Linked DNA regions of Sus scrofa: region 2 is linked to region 1. The links are chromatin contacts, called in public Hi-C maps. All regions are on one chromosome and are shown on one strand. The core of a region is the stretch at or near the end of the contact, and the rest is flanking DNA. Distances in the headings are between cores, read along the strand shown. Region 1 overlaps BCAR3 (breast cancer anti-estrogen resistance protein 3). Region 2 holds the start of FNBP1L (formin-binding protein 1-like).

Region 1 (6,842 bases), core at 2,842-5,341:
GTGTTCGCGAGCAACACACAAAGCCGCCCTAAGCGTGGGGCAGGCGCTTCCCGCCCTTCTCCCTGTTGGAGCAGGACACAAATCTCGTTGGCACATAGGAAAATGGGTTGAGCTGTTTGGGCCCCCTCCCTCCTCAGTGGTTTCCCAGCCATTCTCCAACCCCGTGGCTTTTACAGGAGGCGGGTGCTCTGAGGATTGCGGGGGAAGCAGGGCTGCTGATAAACGCACCCCCTTCCTCCCGGGCACGTGCTGGATGCTCTTCAGGGAACCGGGCCTGCAGCAGGTGGCCTCAGATGCTTAGGGCTGGGCCGGTGCAGGTTAATTGTCCTCATGGCTAGGACACCAGGAGGAACCCCTTTCTCCCTAGCTCCTTAAAGCTGCCTTCGTTTACCCAGAGCCAGGTCGCTGGGGTTGAGTGGAGAGAAAAAGCGGGGGGAGCCGTCGTGGCGAGTGGTAACGATCGAAGAACATGAGGGGGGTCGTTGCCAGGGTTGACGACCGGCGTGCCTGAGCTGTGGTAGGTGCAGACGCGCTCGGATCCGAGTGCTGGCTCTGTGTAGCCGGGCTACAGCTCCGATCGACCCTAGCCTGGAACCCATATGCCGCGGAGCGCCAAAAAACAACAACAACAACAACAACAACAACAAAAAAAAAAAGCCGGGAGGATGAGGAGCTCAGCGGTTGCCTAGAGGTCAACCGGCTGGGCCTTGTGGCCTTGGACCAGGGCCCTGTGGTCACAGCCTGCTCCCACCTTGTCCAGTGTCACTGTCTGCAGGGCTCCTTGACAGCGACCTGATGCCTTGATTCTGGGCTGGCCCTGGGAGGGGGATAGGGGTGTGGGCAGCCTCGTTTGCTCAGTTGCCCTGAAACAGGGAAAAGCAGGTACCTGGGAGGCACACCTCCCTCCCCACAGACCTTGTCTTCCCCCGCCACCCCAGCCGCCAAGTCAGAGAGAGGGTCTCCCTCACGGGGGGTGGGGTCCTGACCTTCTAGGGGAGCTGTGGCCCTTCGGGAAGGGGATGCTATGCCTCGCAGCCCAGGGGCTGCTGCTGACAAGAAGCACTTGTCTGTGGAATATGACTGGCAGGCCACTCTGTTTCCATGGTTACCAAATAAGGCAGGTTAGCATTAGGGCTGCTCAAGAGGAAAACGGCATTGACGACTGTGCCTGTGCAGGGCCTTCCTCTGGCTTGCTCTCCCCGTGCCCAGATCGGGTGGGCAACATTTGACCTGAGATCACGGGGCTTTCCTTCAAGGGTCCACCTGGCTGCGCAGCCTTGGCTTTTTTCACAGGTGTTTTTCTTGGTGCGGAGGAGTGAGCCTCCAGGACGCCCGAGGGGGCGCCAGAGGACACAGCGCTTGCCCAGAGCTCGGTGCCACCTGCTCAGCCACCCTCTCCATCCGTCCCAGGGTCGCATTAGAGATGCTGACCCCTGTCCCCAGAAGGGCGTGGTGTTTAGAAAGTCCTGGATACAAGTTGGGTGCTCAGTCACACGTACCGCATCACCAGAGTGATGTCACCCCTGCCTCAGGTCGTAACCTTTTTCATGGGGCTGTGCAAGTGACAGGTTTAATTCGAAGACATTACAAAAATCTCATATTTGGTAATCAGATACCAGGCTCTAACAAAAGCACAGGCTAGAGTCCCCGGTCCTTTATTTGTTCTCTGCAAGTGACACGCCATTCTGGTTCTGTTTCTTTGTAACTAGAATAGAATCATCATTGCGGGCAGAATGGGGGGGAATTGATCCGTGCGGATGGGAGGCATTTAAAAGCATAACAAGTCAGTGAAGGGCACTTTGCGAATGCATGCAATTATCATCTTTAGTTGCAGTAACAACGTGTTATTTTCGTCTCTCTCCTTGGGCGTTTCAGGAGAAAATTGATTAAAATCTTTGAGTGCTGCTTTAGAGATTATTTTTGGTGTGCAACAACAAAAAAAAGAAAGTGCTTAGGAAACAGTTACCTAATAAGAGTAACTCATTCTTTAATCTTGATGGAACCAATCCTTTGTGCATTTTGGAGACTTTTTTTTAGAGTAAACCAAGAAAGCCTCGGGTGACAAGAGCTGTGATTCTCCAGTGACCTGAGTGTCTTTTGTTTTGCTTTTACTCTGGGCCTGGAGTATTTGACTCCTTAAGTCTATGTAATTTACCTGTCTGAGTTTTTTTTTTTTTTAATATTTTTTTTTTCAGGTATGCATTTCATTCACTTTCTGGGGGCAAGGTATGGGAATTCAGAGGCTCTGGCTGACTAATCTCACTGAGTTTCTCTGTGAGATTTAAGAAGCTTTTCCCCTTTTCCTGACCTGGGGCTGGTGCCTTCCTAGCCTTGTGGGGAGTTTGTTATTCTGACAGAGCCTGTCATTTCCTGTCAAAGGGGAACAGCAGGTACAAACTGAGCCCCTCACCTGGTGGTAGTCGGCCTGATTGGTGAGTCCTCCCCCCAGAACTGCAGGGGCCTTGGGCCCTGGCTGCTCACCTGGACCTGCCCTTGAACTCTGTCTAATGGAAATGAGGGCAGGCAGAGACCACTTCCTCATGGGTCCAGTTCATGGACATTGGGGACAGTACTGAGCCCCCCAACTGAGCCATCTCTCGGGGCGCCTCCAGCTCAGAATTCTCGTGAGTTGGACCCGCCGTGGTGCCTGCTTCCAGCATCCCAGGTGGATTTCCCAGGATTGCAATCTGAGCTGCAGTCTGAGCCCCAGAATCATGAAGGAGGAGGGGGTGCAGGAAGCCAGTCGAGGGAGCAGAAAGGAAGTGACCCCCAGTTGTCCGTGTGACCACAGGCCCTTGTCACTGCATCCCCAGTAGGGGTGTTGATTACGTTGCGCCTCTCCCTGCAGGCAAGCGTGAGATCTGGGGCTCTGCAGAGCCTCATTCAAGCACAGAAGCTGCTCACCAGGCCTTGAACAAACAATTCTCTATTTTTACAGGCCGACTTGACTTAGTCCAAAGGCCGAGGCCTCCTGAGGATTTTGCACTAATCCCGCTGGCTATTTCTCATACCTCCCTCCTGCTTCAGCGGTGGTGTTCCTTTCTGGACTGAATCAGTTCTGTCTCTTCCTCATTGCAAGTTTCTGCCTGCATGAAGTTTTAGAAAGTTTCAGGACACATTCCTTTTCGGAGCGGCCGAAGCCCCAGAAAGTTAATATTTGGAACAGTAGGAGAGGAAGCGCTATAGGCAGAAACCTGGGTTTGATATAAAAAAATAACCAAAACCCCAGAATTGTTGGGAATCCACTGTGCCTGGAATGAAAGAAGGAAAACAATTACTTTCCTTTGAAGGTGTTGAGAGGGTCTTGGTGGGGCTAAGGCTTCAGCATGGAGGCTCGCTTGGCGGTGTTGGATGCGAGGTTCGTGAGCCAGGTCTGGGTTAGGCGGGCTGAGCAATTACCGCAAAGTGTTTAAAGGGAAGGCGGGGAGCGAGACAAACAGCTGGGTCAGAAGAGGGTACACAGCTGTCCCCTGTCCTCCCAACAGACTGCAACGGCCCGGTGGGTGGGGATGGCACGGGCCGCTCAGGGTGTTTGCTGACTGACGTGCTAATTAAACACCAAAAGGCAATATTGCTTTGCCAATAGTGATGGCTGTGCCCACGTTATCAGCTGCACACTGGCTGCCGGAGCATCCTAATTACAAGTCAACAGTTGTGCGGGTGGGCTGGGAGAGTGGGATGGAGATGCTGCCGGGTGTCTCAGGACTTGCAGGATTGCTCGCAGGGGAAAGTCACACCCAGGTGGCCTTTGGGTCCTTGTCTCAAAGGAGCCTCTGTCTCATCACAAGGTGGTGTCATGTGGGCTTCTTGAACTCAGAGGTGCTGGGCTGACAAGCAAACAGACAAAGCCTGTGGGAGCAGGTCGCAGGGTGCCTTCAGCCCTAGGGAGGAAGGGCTGCCTGGTGCGGGGGGTGGATAATGACTTCTGCCAGTCTCTAAGTTGAGGGGACAGCGAAAGCCCAAAGCCTCTTCCAGGAGAGGTTAGAGTTTCATCAGAAGGCGAGCCTGGTCACATGAGGATTTCTGGCACCGTGTGCAGGGCAGGCTGGACACCAGCCTGCCAGAATTCAGCGAGTGGATCGTATTGGCTTGAGCAAAGAGGGAAAGTCCCAGGCTGGCCCCGAGAAGGAGCCGCTGCTCACTCCTCCTCCAGCCGCAGCCCTTGGGCGGGAGCAGCACAGCAGCGGTGGCAGCGGGACTGGGGCTTTCAGGCCTGGGACCCCCTTGCTTTTAACCCTAAAGGAAGCGTGTGGTCCAGAGACTGAAAACTGCAAGATGCCTAAGAATGCAAGGCTTTCCATGCCCTCTCGGCCGCTCTGTGCTGCTTCTATCACCGCAGGTCTTTCCTCGGCATCAAGGTAGGTGTGGTTTGAGCTAAGGCACGTCTAAAATTCTTTGGAGGGGTCCGGGGTCTTAAAAGCACTAGGAAAGGTGTGCAGCGCACTGGCTGGAAAAAGAGGCGCTTTCTTTGATGGACGCATCCTCATAAGCCCCCAGTGGTGTTTTTCTCGCCTGGGGGCAGAATCTGGCCACACGGAAGGGGCTCTTTTGGGGCGAAACCCTGTTTTTCAGGAGACTTTGAGTCTCCCTGGGCTGCAATGTTCTACCGAAGTAGCTTGATGCCTCTTTTCTTCCTTCTCTCTCTGTGTCTCTCCTCCCTGGTTCGTCATCGGTGTGAGATGGCTGAGCCCCTCGCTCCACTCGCCCTGCTGCTCCGTGGTGTCAATACTATATACTTAAGTACAGAAACCACCAACTAGCTCCTTTCAGATGGCAGCCATGTTCCAAACATCCTGGTATTCAGAACTGTCTCCCTTTTTCCCCATGGCTCCTGTTGGGAACATTTGTTACGAGACATCAATAGCAAAGGTCTCAATAGCAAAGGTCTCGGGTAACATGTCGATACACTGTTTATTTTGATGAAAATATTCAAAGATCCTCCTTTGGCCAATTCAAGATGAGGCTTCTGTTCTGTTGCCCACCTGTGACAACACTAAGAATTCGCTTAGAGGAGGCTGTCATTGAGCTGGGGGCTTGGCTGTCTTGGAAACGTCCGGGCCGCCCCGGCGTGACTGCGGGCCTCATTTATTCATGGGAAAGAGAAATCCGAACGTTCTCAAGGAACCCTTCCTACCCTGGCAGCGGTGCTCCTTCTCCTGGGGACTGACTCGTTCAGTGTCATTGCAAACACTGCCACAGGAAAATTTCACAGGAAGCCCCGTTAAAGGGAGAAAAAGACCCCTTTGTAGAGGAGAGACTTCCGCTTTTCCTGCCCTGTCGGAGTGTTCGGAGTAGCTTTCTAACCGTTCAGCAAAGTTGGTTTTTGTCTCTCTGTCAAGGAGTTGGGAGGAGCGTAGTGAGAGGTGAAAGTCTTTTCCTCCCCGATTTAAGAGCCCTTTCTACCCTGGAGCCGGTGGGGTGATGTTACATTTCTGGCCTAAATATGGATCCTCCTGGTGTGCAGCCGATGAAGTCATGCTATTAACGGTATTTTGAAGCTGTCAGAGATAGAGCGGGAGGTCCCGGAGGGAGCCGTGCACGTCCAGGATTGGCCGTGGTTTGCACTCTAATAGAAGTCCTTCCCCGAGCCGACCTCTGCTAATTCAGAAAAGTGCAGCTCAGCGTTTGGTACGGAAGAAAATAGCCCATAAATATCTGGGTCTGAGTGCTGCCATTCTGTCTGGATACCCCTGTCCCTCTGCAGTTACCTCCTCCACGGGCCGCCCAGAAAGGCCACCGCAGCCTGTGGGCTGCATCTGAACAGCCACCCTTCGGCCTCCTGCCCACGGCCGCTCTTGGTGGTTGACTGTCGGTGGGAAGGCCCTTCTTTCCACGCGACCTTCCCACCCCACCCTGGCGTGTTGCATCGACACAGCACAGAGGACCTGGCCTGCTCACACACCAGAACCTGAAGCCCTCGGACCCAGCTCAGGGTTTCCCACTGAGCCCTGGGGTGTGTTTCTCTGTCTTGTTTTGCTTCGATCGTTAGCAGGGAAAGAAAACGCACCTGTGCTCAGACCCGCCTCCTGCCAGAGTTGCCCCAGTGATCAGGCTCCATCGCTTTATTGACTCCTACTTTAACTGGGGGTTTCAGGTCTTGCCGCTCATAATTAGTTTCTGTTGCAATTAGAGTTTCAAAATGAAATTGGGATCGATTGCCTGATAGCAAAGTGGAAATAAAGCTCCAGTTCTTGACCATGGGTGCTGCTTCCCTTGGCATGAATTTCTCCTACCAAAAATAACACGGTGGTAGCCATGGTAACTTTCCATTTGGTCTAATCCATATCATCTCTGGAGGAAGTGGGATGTTATTAATAGTGATGTTGTATGGGAAGAAAACTAAAAATATAAGAGCTCCTGCGTTACGTAGGGGACCAATCACACAGGCACGTTCAGGTTATAAGATCTTATTTGCCGAGATTTTGCAGAATTTAGCGTGTGTTTAAGGGCCTCGTGTGGACTTGTGTACCAAGGTCCTGGAGAGGAATGAACTGGGAGGCTAAGAATACAGAGGAAGTTCAAGGACTTGCAGTCGCTGCTGATCCGCACAAAGCTGAGGCCAGAGATGACATGTCAGCCACTGGTTGAAGGCGTGACTTTTACATCTCGGAAGGGTTCACGCAGGCACTCATCTCACAAATGACCGCTGGATCTTGAGTAAGAAAAGGAAAGGACATTTTTGCGTCCACCCAGTGGAAACCAGTCTGGCCTGAGGTCTTCCGGATCCATGGCATTAGTGGAACACCTCCAAGTTTGAAAACCCCTGACGTGAATGTAGCAGCCTGTCCAGTGTAGCACTCTGCTAGGCGGGGTGGGGGTGACTAATGACAGCGGGGGCATTG
Region 2 (6,842 bases), core at 1,192-3,691, 160 kb after region 1:
TTCTAAGATCTCTTCTGGTCCCAAAAATAGTGCTCTACACCAACTTCTACTCATCTATGATTTAAGCATCCAGTTGATATCAGTTGATTCCACATTATTTAGTTCCTAATAAATGTTTCCCCCAAATCCTCTCACTACTAAGAAAAGCTTAAAACATGGAGATATATTAAGAGATATTAAATAACATTACATTAAATATTAAGAGAAATTTTTTTTAATTTTTCACAATTTCCAAAAGGATACAGAACAATTTTTAGTCAGAACAAAAATTCCCATCTCTTCTATGGTTTACCCATCTAAATGTCTGAGAAACTACTCAAACGCTGAAAGTAAATAACCAAACTACAGGAGACCGGGGCATGGGAGGGACGACACTGCTTCTGAAAGTACTATATTCTTAAAAGTTGATAAAACTTTAAAAATCTCTTCTTAGTCTTCACTAAAATATTTTTTCCTTAAAACTGCTTTTCTATAGTGTGATATAAAGCAATTGTTTTCAATCTAAATTAAGAGTTAAATCTCAGTCATACTCCTCCACTGTTTTACTCTTTGTCTTTTTTAAAAGTATTCCGCTTAATTTTTGCTTCCTCTGAAATGTGGACTGCTGAAGTATATAAAGATCAAAATATTTTCTAATTATAAAAATGGGAAATAAAACTGTATCCATCTCCTTTAAGAACATACTATAATTAACTACAGAATGTACTAAGTCCAAGGAAAGAGACTTTTAATGCCTGAGAATCTAACCAAAGAAAAAGATGAAAGTTTACCTAATTGACTATATAATCCTCCTCAATACAAGAACAATTGCATTGTACTATCTAGGAACGTAATGGAGAGGCTCCAGAGGTATGTTCTCTTGGGTGGTGTGTTTACACCCTGGGCAAACACTTGCCCAGAATGTTGCAGATTCCTGGGCTGGCTAAGCAGGTGTTCGACTCGATGAGCTCTAGAGTCTCTTTCAATTCTAAAATTCCCCGTCTGGGAGTAAAATGTGAAAAATAACAGAAAACACTGTACCCTTCCATGAACCGATCTGCCTTCATTCCCCTCCTAACTGTACGTCTGGAGACAAAAAAAGTTCTTTCTGCTCTTTCTCGGCAGCGATTTCACGAGAGCCCAGGTAACAAAAGGCAGGAAAACAGGCACAGGTGGGATGGAGCGGGGAGTGGCTGAAGGCCGGCGGCTCCCGGGACAGCGCCCCCACGCTCCCGTCCCCCGGCAGCACCTGAGAAATCACTGCCCTCCACACCGCCACCCTTCCGCGGCGGCGAGCGAGCGGGTTCTCCGACCTGTTCCAGTCCCCGCCGCACCTGGCCAGACACCGGCATTGTCTGCAGCCTTCAGCGCCCATGAAAGACAAGGAGGCATGGGCGAGAAAAGCGGGAGAAAGAGGAGAAAGAACGACGGAAGGGCAAGAAGAGCAACTGGGAAGCCGTACGCTCCTTCGGCACCATCGGCTTCCCCATCGATCTCTCCATTTAATTCAGGTCCCCAAAGCCAAGCCCCCGGCCCTGGGCGGCAGCCAGAGGTGGCCCAGCCCGGAGTCCCCGAAGCCACCGTGGTCGGAGCACGGACACCAGAAGAGGGAAATGGGCGTGTGGGCTGGGCCTGGCTGGCCGGAGGCCGGGCTCCGAACAAAGCCGCCCGGCTCCCCCTACCTGGGGCGAGGGCGGCGGGCGGTGCCTCGCGGGTCCCCGCGCCGCCCCAGCCCGGCGCCGCCCTCGCCCGGGGACCCTGGCCGGACCCGGGGCCGCGGCGAGCCCCCTCCCCGCCCGCGAACAGCGCCCCTTCGGGACAATGGGCCCCCTCCCCCGCCCCGGGGAGGGGAGATACAAAGGCTGGGAAGCGCGGCCCGGCCCGGAGCCAGGCGTCCGGAAAGTGAAGGCGGAGGAGGGAGAGGGGCCGGGAGAGGATGGCGGCGGACGCGGCAGCCCGGGGCCGCTCCCCAGCCGTCCAAGCCGCTGCCCTCAGCCGCACCGCGGCGGCGGGGCGGGAGCGCGGGCCAGCAGCCTCTCACGCCCGGCCGAGCGGGCAGGGGTCTGCACACAAAGGCGAGCGGGACCACCCGCCTCTCCGCCCGCGCCAGGGGCGGCGACGGCCCGACGCGCTCGGGCCCCCGACGGTCCGGGCGTCTGCCCAGCCGCAGCCCCTCCGGGCCCGGGTGCGCGCGGGGCGCCCCTCTCCTCGACTCACCCACAGCTCCGTGCCCCAGCTCATGGCGGAACTCGAGGCCCCTCGAGCCGTCTGGCCGCCCTGCTGTCCGAATGTCCGTCGGCTCTGCCGTCAGGCTGTCCGGCCTCCCACTGGCGGGCTCGCGGCTCGGCTGCTCAGCCTCGGAAGGTGCCGCCACCGCCGAGTTCCCCAGTGAGTGAGAAAGACGCGACTGGAGAAGCCGCCGCGCCGCCGCCGCCGCCGCCGCGTCCCCGCCTCCCGGAGCCGGGCGGGAGGGGGCCTGGGCTGGGGGGAGGCGGGACGCGGAGAGGGGAGGGGGCGGGGCGCGATGCACCCTGGGATCGGGGCGGACCGCGCGCGCCCGGCCGAGCCCGGCAGGGTCTCCTCGCCCCGGGTCCCCGGGCCGCCGCGCTTTCTCATCCCGCCCAGGCTCTCGCTTTTCGTCTCTCTGGGCTGGGACTGTCCCACCGCCGCGGCCACTTGAATCGCGGTCACCTAGAAGGAAAGGGAGAGACGGAAAAGACGCCCACCGCCCTTCTCTGCCCTGAGCCCCCTTAAATGAGGCGGCTCCTTCCTGCCTCTTGCCGCCTCCACTTGGGAGAAACCCAGACAAGGAAAACTCATCCAAATCCTTGGGTTTAGATTGTGGAGAGAGATGTTTTATTTATAAGAAAAAATCTTAATGGAAAGGGTGAGCTCGGGAATCCCTTGAATGTGTAGAGCATCCAATGTGAATGCAGCGTGCCCCTGATTTTTTTTAATAGAACATTTTAATTGTTTGAGTCCTGTCGGGAACTCATTAAAGAAGGTAGATCTTTCAGCTTTCACTTGGGGATGCTGCCATGAGAGGAGATGGAACACATGGACAAAGGGGAGCCAGGCTGTCACCTGCAGGAAAGGAGAACTGAGCTTGCCCCTTGTCTGGAATGGTGACCTCGCGCCTGCGGAATTGCATGGAAGGCAGATTCCTAGTCGGCAGAGCAAAGAGCCTATTCGGACCTCAGATATTTCTCATTTAGAATATCGGAGCCATTTCCTTTTTTCTCCGTGGAGTTACTTCCCGGCCTTTCTGAGTAATCATTAACTGCGGTCAGCAAGTTTGACTGGTTGGTTTTAGGTATCAAGTATGCTTAGCAACTCCCTAACATACGCTTTAGCATTAATTGCTTGTCTCCTAAAAACACACACGCACACGCGCCCACACAGTCCAAGCAATCACTAGTAGAGTGCTCCTCGGTGTGTTTTGACAGCTGAGGGTCTTAAGTTCTCCCAGGGCTAGTCAGCCTTTGAAACACCTCCCTATAGGGCCTGCTCAGATGCCCCAGTCTCTCCCACCTATATCCTTGTCCCTGCCTGGCTGTGCTCCCTCTTGGCGTTGGCCAAATATCCTCATCCTTCCTGACCGTCCAGACAAAACTCTTGCTAAATTGTTTGCTGCCCTTCTGTGACTCCAGCTCCAGCATAACAATTACCCTCCTCCAAGAGGGTTGTGGCCCATAGTTAAATGCTTAAGTGTGCCATGCAGTGATAAGGCTGTTAAGCATGGACTGAACACTTTCTCTTTCCAGCATTTTCCTGTTTCCTTCGAGGGTATTTATATCACCTAACCCTGCGATCCACATCGCCTCTTCCTTTAAAAAAAAAAAATTACATGCTTTCCCTTGAAAAGTAAGCTACCATTCACCATAAAGATTACCCTCTCCTCAACCATGCTATACACAATTCCCCAACAGAACATAAAGTCTTATCTCTTAGATGAGCGGTTTTCTTCTTTTGAAATTTCTGAACAGAATTCCACACTCAGAACAATTAATTTCTCTTCCAAAAGTTAGATTTGAGGGCATCAGATTCAGAGAAAAATTACATTAGTCTATGTTTTCATAAAATTTAAATTGATATAATCAACTTAAACTGATAATCCTCAAATAATCAATTTACAAAATTATTTCATGATATTAAAATTTACTTCAAACTCTTTAAGCAAGAATTATTAAAAAGTGAAAACTATCACAACAAAGGAATTAATGTGCTATACTTTGCTATGAAAACAATAAAGATCAATCGGATTTCAGAGTGTTACTTTTTTATAGAAAAAAAAAATCCCTAAAATAGTATATATAGGGGCATTTTAGCTAACAACCATCCAGAGGTGTTTTACAAACATATATATAGTCACATACACAAATACATATTATCGGCCTGGCGGTTTATAAAGCTGTTGATTTTTAACATAATCAGAATCCATTTATGTGCAAGATTTATTTTCTATGGACTCATGACAAGACATTTTGTGAACAGTTTAACACATCATTTTCATCTCTAAAAAAGGTAAAACATAACTTTTAGCGTCTTGAAAGCAAAATCTCTTTGGTGTAAGAGCAATGTATTATTAATTTATTCCACATGCTACCCCGAAATCATATTTTGATCAGTAAGTGATACAATTCTGTCAAAACAATTATACCTTTTAGCGACTTGACCTATTTTGGCAATCCATCACCACATAGTTTCTGTTTCATATTACACATTTTATAAGGTAATGAACACCATGAAGGAATCAAGGAAATAATATTCTAACTTCCTCTATATATTTTTACAATGGAGCCACACTCTACTAAGCAAACTTGAAGGAGCTCAAATTGCACAGGCTTATTAGCAATTTTAAAAATTACTTTACCATCTTTATTAGTTATGAAAAATAATGTTCATTTAATGCATTTTCTCTTCAGGCATATGTTTGAACTCTGCTCCCTGATAAGCCACTAAAATGTTGCATTTTCATTGCAATATTTCATATTTTTATCATGTATTAATTCAAATGTGAGGTTTGTTTGTTTGTTTGTTTTGTCTTTTTGCCTTTCCTAGGGCCGCTCCGTTGGCACATGGAGGTTCCCAGGCTAGGGGTCTAATCGGAGCTACTGCTGCTGGCCTACGCCACAGCCACAGCAACTCGGGATCCAAGCCACGTCTGCAACCTACACCACAGCTCACGGCAACGCCAGATCCTTAACCCACTGAGCAAGGCCAGGGATCGAACCTACAACCTCATGGTTCCTAGTCGGATTCATTAACCAGTGAGCCACAACGGAAACTCCAAATTTAAGTTTCTTTATAATTCCTTATGTTATAAACATGTAATTAATGCTCTTTTGTTTCAAATTTTCCTGGCCTGAAAGGTATACAGATGCCAACAGGCACATGAAAAAGGTGCTCAGCATCGTTAATCATCAGAGAAATGCAAATTAAAACTACAGCGAGATATCACCTCACACCTATCAGAATGGCCATCATCAAGAACACAAATAACAAATGTTGGTGGATGCGGAGGAAAGGGAATCCTCTTACACTGTTGGTGGGAATGTAAATTGGTGCAACCACTGTGGAAAACGGTATGGAGGTTTCTCAAAAAACCAAAAATACAATTACCTTATGACCAAGCAATTCCACCTCTGCGTATAAATCTTAAAAAAAAAAAAAACCCACTAATTTAAAGGTACACGCACCTTAATGTTCATAACAACATTATTTAACATTGCCAAGATATGGAAGCAAACTAACTGTCCATCAACACATGAATGGATAAAGATGTGTGTGTGTGTGTGTGTGTGTGTGTATACACATACATATGTATGTATATGTATGTGTACATACATATATGTATGGAATACTACTCAGCCATAAAAAAGAATGAAATCTCGCCATGTGCAACAACAAGAATGGACTTGGAGGGTATTACATTAAGTGAAATAAAGCACACAGAGACAAATTCAATGAGATATCCCTTATATGTGGAAATTAAAAAATAAAACAACCTAGTGAATAGAACAAAAAAGAAAAATTTACAGATATAGAGAACAAACAAGAGGTTACCAGTGGAGAGAGGGAAGAGAGAGAGACAAAGTAGGGGTAGGGGCTTAAGAGATAAAAACTACTACATATAAAATAAATAAGCTACAAGGATCTATATTACAACACAGGTAATATAGCTAATATTTTATATTAATTATAAATGCAGTATAACATTTTAAAATTACGAATCACTAAGTTGTACACCTGAAACATATAATGTTGTACCTCAGCTATAACTCAATAAAAATAATTCCCAGCGTGAATTTTCTTATAAAGTCAGATTGTGAAACATAGTTGTTCACTGCCACATTCTGGAATGTAGAATAATTTACTAGTCTGAATACATCAGCCTCCAACCATAAATCAGTCTCGTCTTTAAATTTTTGCAAAAGTTCATTCCATGTCTAAAGTTTTTAATGTCTGAAACACTTTTTGAAAAGTATTTGTCAAGGAAAGATGAAGCTTTAGATCAACTTAATATTTGAAGCATAGAAAACTTCTCTATGCAGGTGCATATCAACATCCTGTCCATAAAGGTGACCACGCATACAAAATTTCCACCCTTGAAAGGAAACACTCTCTAGCATAAACAATAGCAATTCCTTTCCTGTCATTCAAATATCTTAAGACTATGTCTTAAAATTGACTACAGCGGCAGTGCCACAAATAGAATTACTACCTAGTAGGATGGCCAGAACAATCAAAGTAGAACTACATAAGGAAGCATATCAAGAGTATCAGCATCCTTGGCACCTCTGTTTTAATGCTTCAAATAGAGCACCACACCAGAAATGGGATCATACGGGAATACTGATCCA

Evidence for each region. Hi-C and Micro-C count contacts between places; a contact is called where the count stands out from the background.
Region 2: a Hi-C map of skeletal muscle shows a contact between it and region 1, with 5 times the contacts expected there. A contact is called at or near these places in 5 of 47 Hi-C or Micro-C datasets (embryonic fibroblasts, liver, retroperitoneal adipose tissue and 1 more).

Annotation. Positions count from the first base shown.
Region 1 is chr4:123,612,235-123,619,076 of Sscrofa11.1, forward strand. All of the region lies in intron 4 of BCAR3 (breast cancer anti-estrogen resistance protein 3), which reads left to right. Among named protein-coding and RNA genes, the nearest start is that of FNBP1L, 160 kb to the right of the region's middle.
Region 2 is chr4:123,777,199-123,784,040 of Sscrofa11.1, forward strand. FNBP1L (formin-binding protein 1-like) reads right to left here and starts at 2,442. Exons shown (of 16, transcript XM_005663661.3): 1 at 2,197-2,442. The coding sequence starts at 2,220.